Regions from separate parts of the Mus musculus genome. Here regions 2 and 3 are each linked to region 1. The links are chromatin contacts, called in public promoter capture Hi-C maps. All regions are on one chromosome and are shown on one strand. Each heading gives the region's core, a stretch centred on a gene start, on an enhancer-like site or on the middle of the called end of the contact. The rest is flanking DNA. Distances are from core to core; before and after follow the strand shown.

Region 1 (4,162 bases), core at 1,176-3,675:
TTTTTTTAAAGATTTATTTATTTATTATATGTAAGTACACTGTAGCTGTCCTCAGACACTCCAGAAGAGGGCGTCAGATCTTGTTACAGATGGTTGTGAGCCACCATGTGGTTGCTGGGATTTGAACTCTGGACCTTCGGAAGAGCAGTCGGGTGCTCTTACCCACTGAGCCATCTCACCAGCCCTATTATTTTCTTTATAATGTATAGTATAACATACTATAAACTGTTTGTCAATCCTTCCTTTCTCCCATGTGGCTTCCGAAGACGGCGCCTTAGGTTGTCAGACTTAGAGGCAAATGCATTTACCTGCTGAGACATCACAGCAGTGCGTTGACTATATTTTGAACTCAGTTTACTCTATAGTGGATTTTAACTATCAATAAGGTAGTAGATTCAGCATCTAAGATTATACATTTTGTGAAGATCTTTTCCTTTCGTTTTATTTCAATACTCCAAATTTATAGAAAGATGCTGAGACCAAGGAGCCAGAGGTCCTTGGTAGACAGACAGATGAGAAAAGGGACTACCAGTCAGTAATAGAAAGACAAATTTCCGGTTTCTTTCATACTTTCACACTTGGCAGTGACACCCTCTCCACTCTTGATTGATATGTTGAAGGTGTTCAGATAAGGTCAAGACTGTCCCTGAACATGATTATCTGAATCTTTGGGGCAATTATCAGCCCCCCCCCTTTTTTTTTCCTAAGCTGACCACCATGAAATGAGAGAAGGGGGAACTATCTCAGGTCACCAAAACCCAGCTCTATGGATGAAAATCAGATCCTAGTATGAAGGTCTTCTTCAAATTTGTGGGGTTTCTTTCTCTGTACTTTGCTTGCTTATTATGTGTATGCCTGTTTCTTCACTTTCCATAAAGCTTGTCATTTAACCTTATACATATCTTTATCTATAAAGGATATCTGTACATATTCTTAGAAAAATGGGTTAGTCACAGTCCCATCGACAGACTGTGACATTAAAAATGACTCTAAAATCACTCAGAATTAAATGTAAAACATAAATAGAGTCCATTACTTTATTCAAAGAGCATGTATTTGATTGATCACTTTGTGTTTCATTAGTCTTGAGTGAGTCAAAAACTTGTATAATTTTCTTAAAACGTTTCTTTTTCTGCTATGTATTCTAAAGCATCTTTAACCATCTGAAGATGTTCAAAGAAAACTATTGAGGTTGTTGAAATCATTAGGTCTTTACATTTAGGTGGTAAATAGTTAAAACTACCTCTGGGCTTTCGTTCAGGATTTCAGTGGCTGTGCTGTATTTGGTAATTGCTACCCATTTGTTTTAACTATTAGACTGAGTGCTCTGTCTTGTATGGAGTTGTAATCAGGTCTTGACCAGTAATCAAGGCTGTAACTGGCACGTAACAGCTCAATTTTCTCAATAAATGTATGAGGGGAATTGAAATAGAATATCATACTATTTATCAACGCAAACACAACTTTTCTACATCACTCCTACTTGACTGTTCATTATCTTGAAATGAACTTGGATGGTTTGATTTTACATTACTCAAAGAAGAGCAGTGAGCACAGTAGAGCACTCACAGTGTTCATCACCTTAGCAGTCACAATAACCCGAGTTTAGTTTGCATGAAAGCACCGTTGCAAGATTAACGAAAGCTATATTAAATTACATTATAGTTAAAATTATTGACTTTCTTAAACACATGGATAGAACAATGAAGCTTAACATTTCCAAGACATTTGCAATAACTGACTAGATGCAAGCACTTGCCTTAATAAAGGGTCATTTACGTAGGAGAATGAGCTGTGCAGACCCCCCAGATATAATATTTGGTAATTTATCCTATACAATTGTTGAAACCTTTAACTATTAGCAAATTAGCACATTGTTAGTAAAGTCTACATAAGTGACTTCCGAATGCTTAGAATCTCCTTTGCATTTTAATTTCTGAGAAATTTCAGTACGTGAGGCAAAAAATTACTTAAAATCCTAGATGAAGATATGACAGGTGGACAAATGAGAAACATAGCGCTTCCTCCCGCAGGAAGCAAAGATTTTAAAACCATCTTTGGAAACAAGCCAACAAATGAACCCAAAGAATCTGTTTTCCCGACTGTTCCCATGTAGGACAGGAGTTGGCACAACAGAAGCTTTCCTGAAACTTTTCCTTTTTTTCAAGCCCCGTGAGTCTCTCCTTAGAAACCAAATCAGCCTTTCAGGAGAGGAGCTGCAGGCAGTCCTAGACTATTTTGAACTATTTTGCAGAAGAAAGGAAGATGCAGGAAACACCTGCCTAGTCCAGCCAAACCGGCTAACCGCTCCTCGCCGAGCCCGCCCGAGCCCGCCGGAGCCCCTCCCAAGCCCCTCCGAGGAGAGTGGCGCAGAGGCTTCTGGGACTTGTGGTCTCCGCGGGCCTCCCTCTTGATTGGCACTGGAAGAAAGCCGGGAGGAGTGGCGCTCTGGGCTCTGGCGCCTACCTGCGGGCTGCGCTTGCATCAGCGTGCATGGCCGGGAATACTGGCCCCCGAGCTTCCCCCGCCGCCTGAGGGCGTCCTTCCTTCTCAGGAACCCCAGGCTTGTGTAGCATCTGCCTGCTCTCTGTACTCTCGGGCCCCGGGTCCCCTCAAGCAGCGCACGCTCTCAGGTGCTGTGGCTTGGGGTTCCTTGTCGCGCCCTTTGCGGAGGTAGGTCGCCTCACGCGTGGGGAGGGGCATTTCTTTACCTGATAAGTAGGTCGCGCCTGGAGCCTCAGAAACTTGGGCGGGCAAAGCGTGTGTTCTGTGGTGTGTTCTACACCTTAGAGTCTGTGCAAGCCTGCCTTCACTCTAGAGGTGGCTTCTGAGGTTTCCTGGAGGAAAGGGTGGTTTTGGGGGACCGTAGGCACTTGTTGATCTGATCTTTTATTGAGCAAGTACACACCCAGAGGAACTGCAGAAAGTGTTGGGGGTGTTAAAAGTGGGACGGGTGCGGTTTTCTTGGGATCTGACAAGCATGTGCTGGTACATGAGGTAGAGATAAAAATCATTCTTGGAAGAGCTAGGTTGTGGTGAGATATGCAACAGATCAGAGGAGCAGGGCCAGAAGTGGAGTCTCCATTACGGAGGAAGAAGCCAGTGAGGGTTTGGTGAATCTGGAATGTCCAAAGTAGCAGAAAGTCAATAATTTGAAGTGAATTAAATAAAGCCTTGAATAGCTTTATAGTCTGCAATTACATATTTAGAGGATTAAAGTCCCACCAGGAACCACAGAAAATACATTAGTATGTCGATATTCACAGAATATAAATATGAAATTCATAAGAATTTCATAACTTGGATTCTTCATCAACTGGAATTTATTATTTTTTTTTCTGTATCTTTTGGATTTTTGAGACAAGGTTTCACTTTGTAGGATGGCCTTGCCTCCTGCTCTCAAGACTAATGGCAATATGTATGCCTCAGACTTGCAAATGCTGGGATTAAAATGTGAACCACCAAGTCTGAATATATCAGGTTACTTCCAATTAGCAAACTTTTTATCAAATTCATTACATACATTCTGATCAATTTTGGCTTGTTTATATTACTTTTTCCTGCTTAGAATTATATGATTTTTGGTATATCTTGTGACTACAGTAATGACATTCACAAATTGACATCCACTATTTTACTTTCCATTGTTATAGCTTACAGCTTCTGTGAGGGCCTTAGGTTAAACACAATGTCTTTGTATATGTCAGTAAACCACAAAATTTACAATTCAGTCGTAAAATTTGGACATGAAGACCAGGAGCACAGATTTGTGACTGAGTATTTTTTTAAAATTTTTTTTTTCATGAAAGTAGCAATGTTTGGAATCAGATATTTGAAACCAATATTATGGAATTCTTGTTAAAAACATAGTATTAATTTATCCCATGGTTTATTATATCAAAGAAATTAGAAGTCTAGTGTATTCTAGGTTTCATGATATATGTGAATGGCAGGTATATGTTAAGTTCTGCTGTATGAAAATACTTGAAGCCAAAAGTCACAGCGCCAATTTAATAGGCATATTAACCCAAATCATTTGAAGCATTCGTGAGATAAACATACTTAATGATTGTATTGTGCATAATGTTTTGAAGGATTTGAGATTTAGAAAGCTAAAGGGTTATAAAGACAGAAGATGTTAATGTGCTGAAGAGAAAGTAGG
Region 2 (4,301 bases), core at 885-3,384, 2.1 Mb before region 1:
CATTAACACTCCCAACAGTCCAGCCATCCCTCAGGCTGGTCCTTAGCTCTCATCTCCTGCTGATGGGTCATAACGCACATCTATTTTGCATCTAAGTGTAAAATCTTAGAAGAAATTCATTATCCTATTTATTTTAGAGATGAAGAAACTAACCTTCAGAGAAAGTAAGTCAATTACCCCCCCTGAAATCTAATTAAAGCTGCAGAGCTCAGGGTTTAGGTATGACAGGGAACAGAAGTGTTTTACATCCGAGAAGTTTTTTTTTTTTTTTTTAAAACATTCTGTACGTTTGTATAGTTTTCTCCAGTTGAGCATACCTAATCTCAAACTCTACAATCCAAAATATTCTAAAATCAAAACTTTTCTCCTGCCCAACCTGTTTGGCCCAGAGCTTCATTTACATTTTGGAGCATTTTGGGCTACCTTTGAGTATATCACAAGGCTAAAACCACGAAGATAAAATATATACCAAAAACATACGCTGTGAGCTTGCTCTAGTCAAAATAAAATTTAATAAAAGATTTTTAAAATACACTCTAGATACTATTCTTACTGTCATTAATACTGAAGCACTGTGCAGTTAAAATATATATATATATGTGTGTGTGTGTGTATGTATGTATATATATATATATATATATATATATATATATAAACCAGCTTACTTTAGTAAACTGAACAAAGTCACCAAAGTCCCTAGCTAAAATGACTGGGGACGTCCAATTAAATGTAGTATTTATTTTTAAATTAAGTACACAAAAATATATCTTTACAACAGAAGAAAGCAAGGTTACTCAACATCGATCTTGCCAGTTCAAACAGATGAAAACTCCCTTAATTTGATGGAGGACTTGTGGACGTCCAATACTGTCCGCCACACAGTACTCACATCCTGCTATAAACCCATCTTTACTGATGCGGACGGATAAAAATGCAGTGATTACTGCACCAACACAAATCAAAATGTTTCCCTCAGTAGAGTGTTTCTATCACATCTAAGTAGGATATTCCAAAAAAAAAAAAGTAATGCCAGTGAAATCGTTTATAGCTAGTTTCCAACTTATTTCGTGTGGAATCATTGATATGCATATTTTAAAAATCAAGCAGGAGGAATTAGGACCACTGTGGGGCATAATTAGAAATGAATACCGCCTAAAAACAAACCAGAACTGAAGTTTCATGCCTTTAACTATATCGTGGCCAACAACTAAAAATATCTAATTAGCTCAAAATCAAAGTTACTTGTGTGCGCTCTGTATGACTTAATTTCTTCACAGAAGAATCAATACCTTTATTGACTCCGGGTCCTACACCCAACCAATTTGTTAATCTCTGTGTCCCAGAATAACCCCCGCCCAAATAACAACAGTCTGCCCCTGTGAGTTGCCTCAGAGTTAAACACGTAAATCTAACTCTTTTTCCTCTTATCTCCTCCTAAAAGACATTCACTCTACCTCTCGGAAACCCACGCAAAGCGCCTCCAAAAAAAGTCTCGTCCACCCGACATTCTAGCTGTATTCATTCCATTTCCAGCCAGGTAAACCGAGAGCCAAAGGAAGCGAGCCCACAAAACTGCAAACTCAGAAAAGCCACAGAAGAAACCGAGAAGGCACCAGAGGGCGGGGCCCGCCTGTCACCTTCTGGGAGCCGGGGGATCACTGCCACGCCCCTCCCTCACCTCGATCTCACGGATGTTGTTGGAGGTGACGAAGATGCCGATGCCGATGGGGATGAAGATGAGGCCGATGATGAAGAAGGTGGGCAGCACCGTGCCGGCCGTGAGGATGGGCTGCCAGGCGGGTAGCCGTTGCTGTTTGAAGGCCGTGTTATCCGGCCTCCGGGTCTTGGCGGCGCCCCCGGGAGGACCCGCGGGCCCGCCGTCCACCTCATCCTTCGCGCTATAGTTCATCGCCATCGGCCCCCGGGCTTCGGCTCGGCCACGTCCAGCTGGGCCGCCCAGGGGACTTGCGTGCCGCCGACCCTGACAGGAGACGCGCAGTCACCGCTGCCGCTACCGCCTCCGCCACCCGCGCCGCCACCGGGGAGGCGGAAGAGGCGGGACACGCTTCTGCGGCCGGCCGCTGACCGGAAGCGGGCGTCTTTAGGAGACGCCCCAGGGAGGGAGAGAGAGGAAATGGGGAGATGATTGAGGGACGAGGGGAGGGGAGGGGGAGGAGGATGGAAGGGGGAGGAAAAAGACGGACGCACCCTGATCATCTGCCCTGTGACGACAAAGTGAGGGCTTTAGGCCGGGCGCGCGGCTACGTGAGCGCATGCGCGGCCCGGAGCGACGTCTGCGCACTAGGACGGTAGCGTCTTCGCTTCCCCGGGAGGACGCTTCTGTTGGCGCACACTTCCTGTTGTGGTTATCATGGAGACTTCTGGAGCCGTCAGGTCGGACTCGGTGACCTGGGCTACCTGTAATTTCGGCGCCGGGTTGACTTTTCTTATGACGCCTACGCCTCTTCTGAAGGGAGTTGTAGCGTCCTGGAGTCCACATGTTTAAAAGGATGCAGATCCCTATTGAATTTTAACTCGCCACTCAGTGTGCCTCTATGAATTTAAGTGAGGTATAACATGCGACCCATTTGATATAATAATAATAATAATGATGATGATGATGATGATGCAACCTAGTTTAGCCCTAATCCCTCGCTTCTGATCGATTTTCATTTATTTTTCTGTCTACTTCACATTGGTTTGGGAAGGTTATTGTAAAACATGACAGTGATTCTTTTTTTTTAAACTTGGTAATCAAAAACCAGAACATAATACCACTTGTTTAAAAAGGGGTATTAGTTTTAACCTGCCAAGGAAATTCTCGTTGAGACTATGTGTAATGTCAGCCCTTGAAAGGTAAAGGCAGAGTAATTGAAATTACAAGGCCAGTCTGAGCTACTTAAGAGGCCAGCAGGAAATCCATAGAGAACCTGTCTCAATAAATAAACAATAATTAGTAACTCAAAGACACCAAAGCAGTACAGAGAATACAAAGTGTAGAATTCAACTATAAAGCGTAAGATGCTAACCTCCATTGATTGACTGTAGGCAGGATTTTTTCTTTTCTATATTTTACAAATTTTCTTTTATAAGTGTGTAATTTTGCAAATTTACAAAAAAAATGATTATATAGCATCTACATTTTGAAATTGTGTTTGAAATCCAGACTATCTGACAGTACCTACTTTTAAAAAGTCTTTGTCTACAGTTTTGACTTGCTCCAGTATGTTCTTCTGTGATCTTGGATTTCCCGGCCCCGGGTTTTCCAGACAGGGTTTCTCTGTGTAGACCAGGCTCCCCTCAAACTTGTATAAATCCTCTTGCCTCCTGGGTGTTGTAATTAAAGGCCTGGGCCACCACAGCCTAGCTGATCTCAAATTCTTAAGGCCTCTAGAATCCTTAGGTTTGTATCTTGCTTTAGCAGCCTAAGTTTACCTTCAACCCCATTCAAATGGAAAAGAGTCTGTCATAGAGAGGCTTAGCCTGTTGTCTTAAACGTTCTGTTGGGTAAAATGTTCATCACAGTGTTGGGGATAATCATGGAGTCCTTTTTCTTTCTTTTTCCCCACTCCTGTTTAGATTATCACAGTTAGATGTGTTAGTTCCTTTATTTCTACTCTAGAACTCGGTTTAAATAGTGCTACAACTGAACCTTCAACATACAATTGAAAATATTCAGGGGAAAAAATTGCTTCTGAGCTAGTAAACACGGAGACAATTTCTCATCATTATCTTTTAAGTGGTTATTTCCATTGTACTAAGCAGTATAAATAATATAATCAGGAGACAGTTTGAAGGGTGTGGGGGAGATACATAGGTCATTTACAAGAGCTGCATTTTGTATAAGAGATTTGAGCACCTGAGGTTGTATCCACAAGTTTCTGGGACCTCTCCAGGATGCTGCAAGACACCTTAGTTTGCTTTAAAGCTTTGTTGCTGTTGTTGCAGGAGCAGTGATCTGATGGTTCTTGGTGTGCTTACCTACTTCCTGTTTCCTTTGGTTTGCTCAGAGCAAAGATTAACTGTCTCAGTTTTACTAAAAACTTCACTGGGGACTGGGTGATGATTACACACATTTCCTCCCAGCACTCCAGAGGCGGAGGCAGACAGATTTCTGTGAATTCAAGGCCAGTCTGGTCTATGTGAATTCCAGGACAGCCAGAGCTACACAATAAGTCCTTGTCTCAAAAGGTATCCTTTTTGTTTGTTTGTTTATTTGTTTTTGTTTTTGTTTTTCGAGACAGGTTTTCTCTGTGTAGCCCTGGCTGTCCTGGAACTTACTCTGTAGACCAGGCTGGCCT
Region 3 (4,409 bases), core at 1,730-4,229, 2.1 Mb before region 1:
CCACCACGCCAGGCTACTAGTCTATCATCTTATATCCACTTAAGAATCTTGTTTTTATGTAGCATATATAATACTTTACTACTTGAAATTTTGCATAGGGAAAAATTATACAGCACAATAAAACTGTTCCAATCTGCAGGGCCTCTCTTCAAGACATACCACCCAAAACAGTTATGGCATACATCTCTACTGTTAATGCTTATTATTTACCAATTCTTTTACCTTATATGTACTAATATACAAAACGGCACTGTGCTATGTAATGATGTTAGACATTTATACTCTGTTTTAATTCTCTCTTCAATGAGTACATAATATTCTATCGGGAAAAAAAGAATGTCTGAACTACATTACTCAACCCTCCAATAATTTATAGGTTGGGTTAAAATCCTTTTTCAAGTTCCTTATGCTCATGCACAGAGTCTACACAAGTATCTGAGAGAAGGCTTCTTAACTAATAGACTTGTTTACAGTATTTCCAGTACCAGCTAAACTTCTGTCTCTAATGCATACACTGCTCAGCTTGTAAAAAGCCTGTGACTGATGCTATCTTTCTCCCATACCTGGCAAACATTCTATTTTAAATATTTCTACTTATATGGCAAGGAGTGAGGTTACCACTCATTTCTGTTTGCTCTGAAAAGACTGCTCCAATAACTGCCAGAGAAGCTACAGTTTTGGTTTTTTTGTTTGTTTGTTTTTTTGATTCTAAGAACATTTAAAGTCAGGGCAGAATAGCCTTAAATCTACAAAACCGAAAAGATAATGACAGGGTCACAACCATCTCTTGGTGACACTGACACGGTCAAGCTGGTATATAAAAAATTTGTGTCCAGAAAGGGGCTTCATAGCTTTGAAGGCAAGAGCACATGGCAGAACTTCTGTTCCACCAGTGCATGGGGCCAGCAGTGGTCCTCCATCTCGATAGCCAGAGAAATCATATTCTGTCCCCATGAAATGGCATTCTCCAAACCTCTGCAGCTTCCAATCCACTAGCTAGGATGCAGGAGTTAGGGCAGGAGCAGAATACAAGGCTAACTAAGTGTCAGTCAGAACTGCAATGCCTGCCACATTCCACAGAAATCTTCATCTCGCGCCCTGACAGCTATAGTGAGATCATACATTTCTTACAAATCTGCAATTCTTTGAGTACCAGTGACACAACCATACCTAAGCTGCACATCTGTTTCTTCTCCTTCAGCAATAAAGCGTGTATTTTTAGATCTTGGTTGTTCTCCTGGGGGGGGGGGGTGTCTTTTGATGTTTCCTTAGAAGCCTTCCCCACTTAAAATTATTTACTGTACTCTTCCCTGCAGGTATGCTACACCCTGTAACAATTCCTGCTTATTTTTTGTTTCTGGACTCTTTTTTATGGTTTATGCAATTATTCCCCCAAAGATTACCAATTCATCAAATCACACACACAATTCACTGGCTTCTGCATTTTTCCCACCTCCCTGAGCACCTCTTAGACACAGCAAATAATCCTCCTTACGATAAAAAAAAAAAAAAAAAAAAAAAAAAAACCTTGAGAGCCTCTAAGAAGCAGATCCTCTGGACTTACTCTACCGTGCCAGCTCTGTTACAATTAACAATCACATAGAACACTTCAGTACCTGAAACAGCTTTTGTTTCTCTGGAACCTTGTTTTCAAAATGCCTTCGTGAAGTGGTGCTGATGGTCCTCTGGGCAATCTGACGAAGGGCCTGAAACAGAAAATTCACATGCATCGAACAAGACCTAAGAGTCCAAAGAAACCTGTAAAGGCAACTTCCAACCCTTCACACTGAAAGGAAGCTGAGATTTAAAGCATTATCGAACTTGTCAGTACTATCCAAGACTAGCATCCAGATTTTCTACATGTTGTCTATTCTCTGCTCTGTGCTTCATGTTACATATCATAGTCTTCAGAAACCATGACCTATATATAACCTGTGCCTGAAATTAATCAGTAGTATTTTATAGAACAAAACATGCTGATATACAGAAAAATAAATGATATAGACATCTTATAAGTTCTAACATTTTCATTTAATATTTGCCTATGTCAAAAATCTATTCCTGGCAGGGTAGTGGAGGCTCAAGACTTTAATCGCAGCACTAGGGAGGCAGAGGCCATGCTAGTCTACAGATTTAGTTCCAGGATAGCCAAGGCACTGAAAAATTACTTTGCAGTGGAGGGCACATGCTAGAACACTCCTGGACATCTAAGAAAAATGTAATTGGTGTTAAGTCTTAATTGTGTTAAACGATTACAAAATAAAATCAAAACACACCTTTTTAAATTTTGGAGAAATATTCACCAAGTGTTAAAGGTAATTCTGAATCGTCATTACACTTCAATCATGAAACCCATTAAATCCCAACTAAAACTGTACAATTTAGTTCTTTGGCTTACTTCTTTGAATCAGGTAAAATTTTATCTTTTCACTATGATACAAAACAAAATGACAACAAAAAGCCACCTTCCACCTAGGTTTTCCAGGTGTCCAAGATCCCCCCACTGGAGCCTACGTCAGAGCTACAGTCATAGCCATAAGCAACGGTAAGCTGTAGTGACCAAGAACCAAATGCGATCCTGCTCTTCCCTCTACGACTACCCAGAAACAGCCAGGGGCGAGTGGACGGAAGGTCAGGGAAAAGGACGCGCGGCCAAGGTGACTCCGGCTGCTGTCTTCTGCCACATTTCCAGCACGCCTTTCTGTCAGGATGCCTGACCCTCCGCCCCGACACTCCAGTACCAGCCAAACCCCCAAAGCTACCTACCAGCAGATTCCGCAACATCTTGGCTCGGTTGTTACCCACCAACCGCGACTACTGAACGCCAAAAATCGAAAGCCACCAGACCGGAAACGGAACTCCCTCCTAGCGCTGCGCGCGCGTCGAGCAAGAGGGCTCGTTCCGGGAAGAGGAGGGGCTCGCGCTCCCGACCATAGAGAGCGGAAGGCGAGCCAGAGCGACTTCTCGCAGCGGCCCGTCTAGCCTCCGGACCTCCGAAGCTATCCTTACCACTTGGCTCCGCCCTGCCGCGCCTGCCGCCGGACCCAGAATCACAATGGAAAGCAAACGCCACCCGCAATGGAGAGGCGTGAAGTCTTGCAGCCCTCTTCATACGCTCTGGTGAAGTCAGTGGACAACCAGACTACCCGGAAAGTAGCTTGTCTTGTGAGAAGGCTTTGAGCCATTGTTTACAGTCTGAAGGAACAATGGATGTCAAAGCTACGTCGTACAAGCTTAAATATTCAAAAGCTCCTCTTAATACGGATAGAGTCCAGTTTTAGGGTTTGTCTTCCACAGATGAAAGTGGGAGGCGTTAGTCTTTGTGCTGAGATCATATAGGAACGACCGATGTTGGCATCCACAGGTATGCCAACCTGTGGATCTTCTGCTAAACTCCTTGTGCTGGAAGCTCTTCCTGTGTCCCCAGACTGGAACTGGCTGACTTCGTTATTGAGTCTGGGAAAACGCTGAAAAGAGGGGAATACATTTTTAAATCCACGTTCAACACAAATATCGACTGTGTCGTGCTTTCTCAGATCCGCAGCACATTTCACTCCTGGATGGAGCTGTCAGAAGTGCGCGTATTTTACAGATAGGCTGTTAGCATTTTGCATCAGTCTTGCATAACTATTCCTCCTTACAACTGCCTTTATTCTTCTGCACACTAATGTACAAGTAAAAATAATCTACTCAACAATACAAATGTCTTTCCACCCTTTTGCAAACTCAGAAACGACTTCATTGCCATTTCAGGTAAAAGCTAATGATAAACGGGTTCCACAGTGTTGCGTGAATAAAAACTGGTAATGCTTAATTCCTTCAAATCTTGGGGTACTTTTTTCTTCATAACCTACTGTACCCCCAACACAGTCTAAATTTTCTTCCTTACCAAGTTTATAAACACCCATTATAACTGACTTTTTTTCTACCACCTCTTAATTATTCAATGTACCATCGAGCATAATTACCAACAGCTGGGGATGGGGAGTTTTGTTTTTTTTTTTTTTTTGTTTTGTTTTTTACATTTATTGTCTGTAATTGGAATTCGTTAAAGTTTGTGCTGCTGTCGCTGTTTCACCACAGGATATAAGTTTTCCCAGAACCGACTGTATACTTACCATTCCCCTAACACTAATAAAAATGGGCCTACTAGGGGGGCTGGTGAGATGGCTCAACGGGTAAGAGCGCTGACTGCTCTTCTGAAGGTCCTAAGTTCAAATCCCAGCAACCACATGGTGGCTCACAACCACCCATAATGAGATCTGATTACCTCTTCTGGTGTGTCTGAAGTCAGCTACTTACATATAATAATAAGTAAATCTTAGAAAAAAATAGGCCTACTAACCAACACTAAGTGCATACTGTTTGACATTCCTAGGAATAGTGACTGTCCAAGAAGAACCAAGAGT

Evidence for each region. Promoter capture Hi-C pulls out the DNA fragments that hold promoters and counts their contacts.
Region 2: a contact with region 1 is called in a promoter capture Hi-C map of embryonic stem cells, with 5 times the contacts expected there. The contact joins the promoter of Tmem30a here to the promoter of Mei4 in region 1. A contact is called at or near these places in 1 of 39 promoter capture datasets (embryonic stem cells) and 1 of 115 datasets of contacts at active chromatin or transcription factors (astrocytes).
Region 3: a promoter capture Hi-C map of pre-B cells shows a contact between it and region 1. The contact joins the promoter of Cox7a2 here to the promoter of Mei4 in region 1.

The regions. Positions count from the first base shown.
Region 1 is chr9:81,861,245-81,865,406 of GRCm38.p6, forward strand. It overlaps Mei4 (meiotic double-stranded break formation protein 4), which reads left to right and starts at 2,426. Exons shown (of 5, transcript NM_175213.4): 1 at 2,426-2,673.
Region 2 is chr9:79,791,296-79,795,596 of GRCm38.p6, forward strand. Tmem30a (transmembrane protein 30A) reads right to left here and starts at 2,135. Exons shown (of 7, transcript NM_133718.4): 1 at 1,679-2,135. The coding sequence starts at 1,915. It overlaps 4930429F24Rik (RIKEN cDNA 4930429F24 gene), which reads left to right and starts at 2,346. Exons shown (of 3, transcript NR_040734.1): 1 at 2,346-2,570.
Region 3 is chr9:79,756,874-79,761,282 of GRCm38.p6, forward strand. It overlaps Cox7a2 (cytochrome c oxidase subunit 7A2), which reads right to left and starts at 2,980. Exons shown (of 4, transcript NM_009945.3): 1 at 2,767-2,980; 2 at 1,617-1,706. The coding sequence starts at 2,784. It also overlaps the pseudogene Gm51685.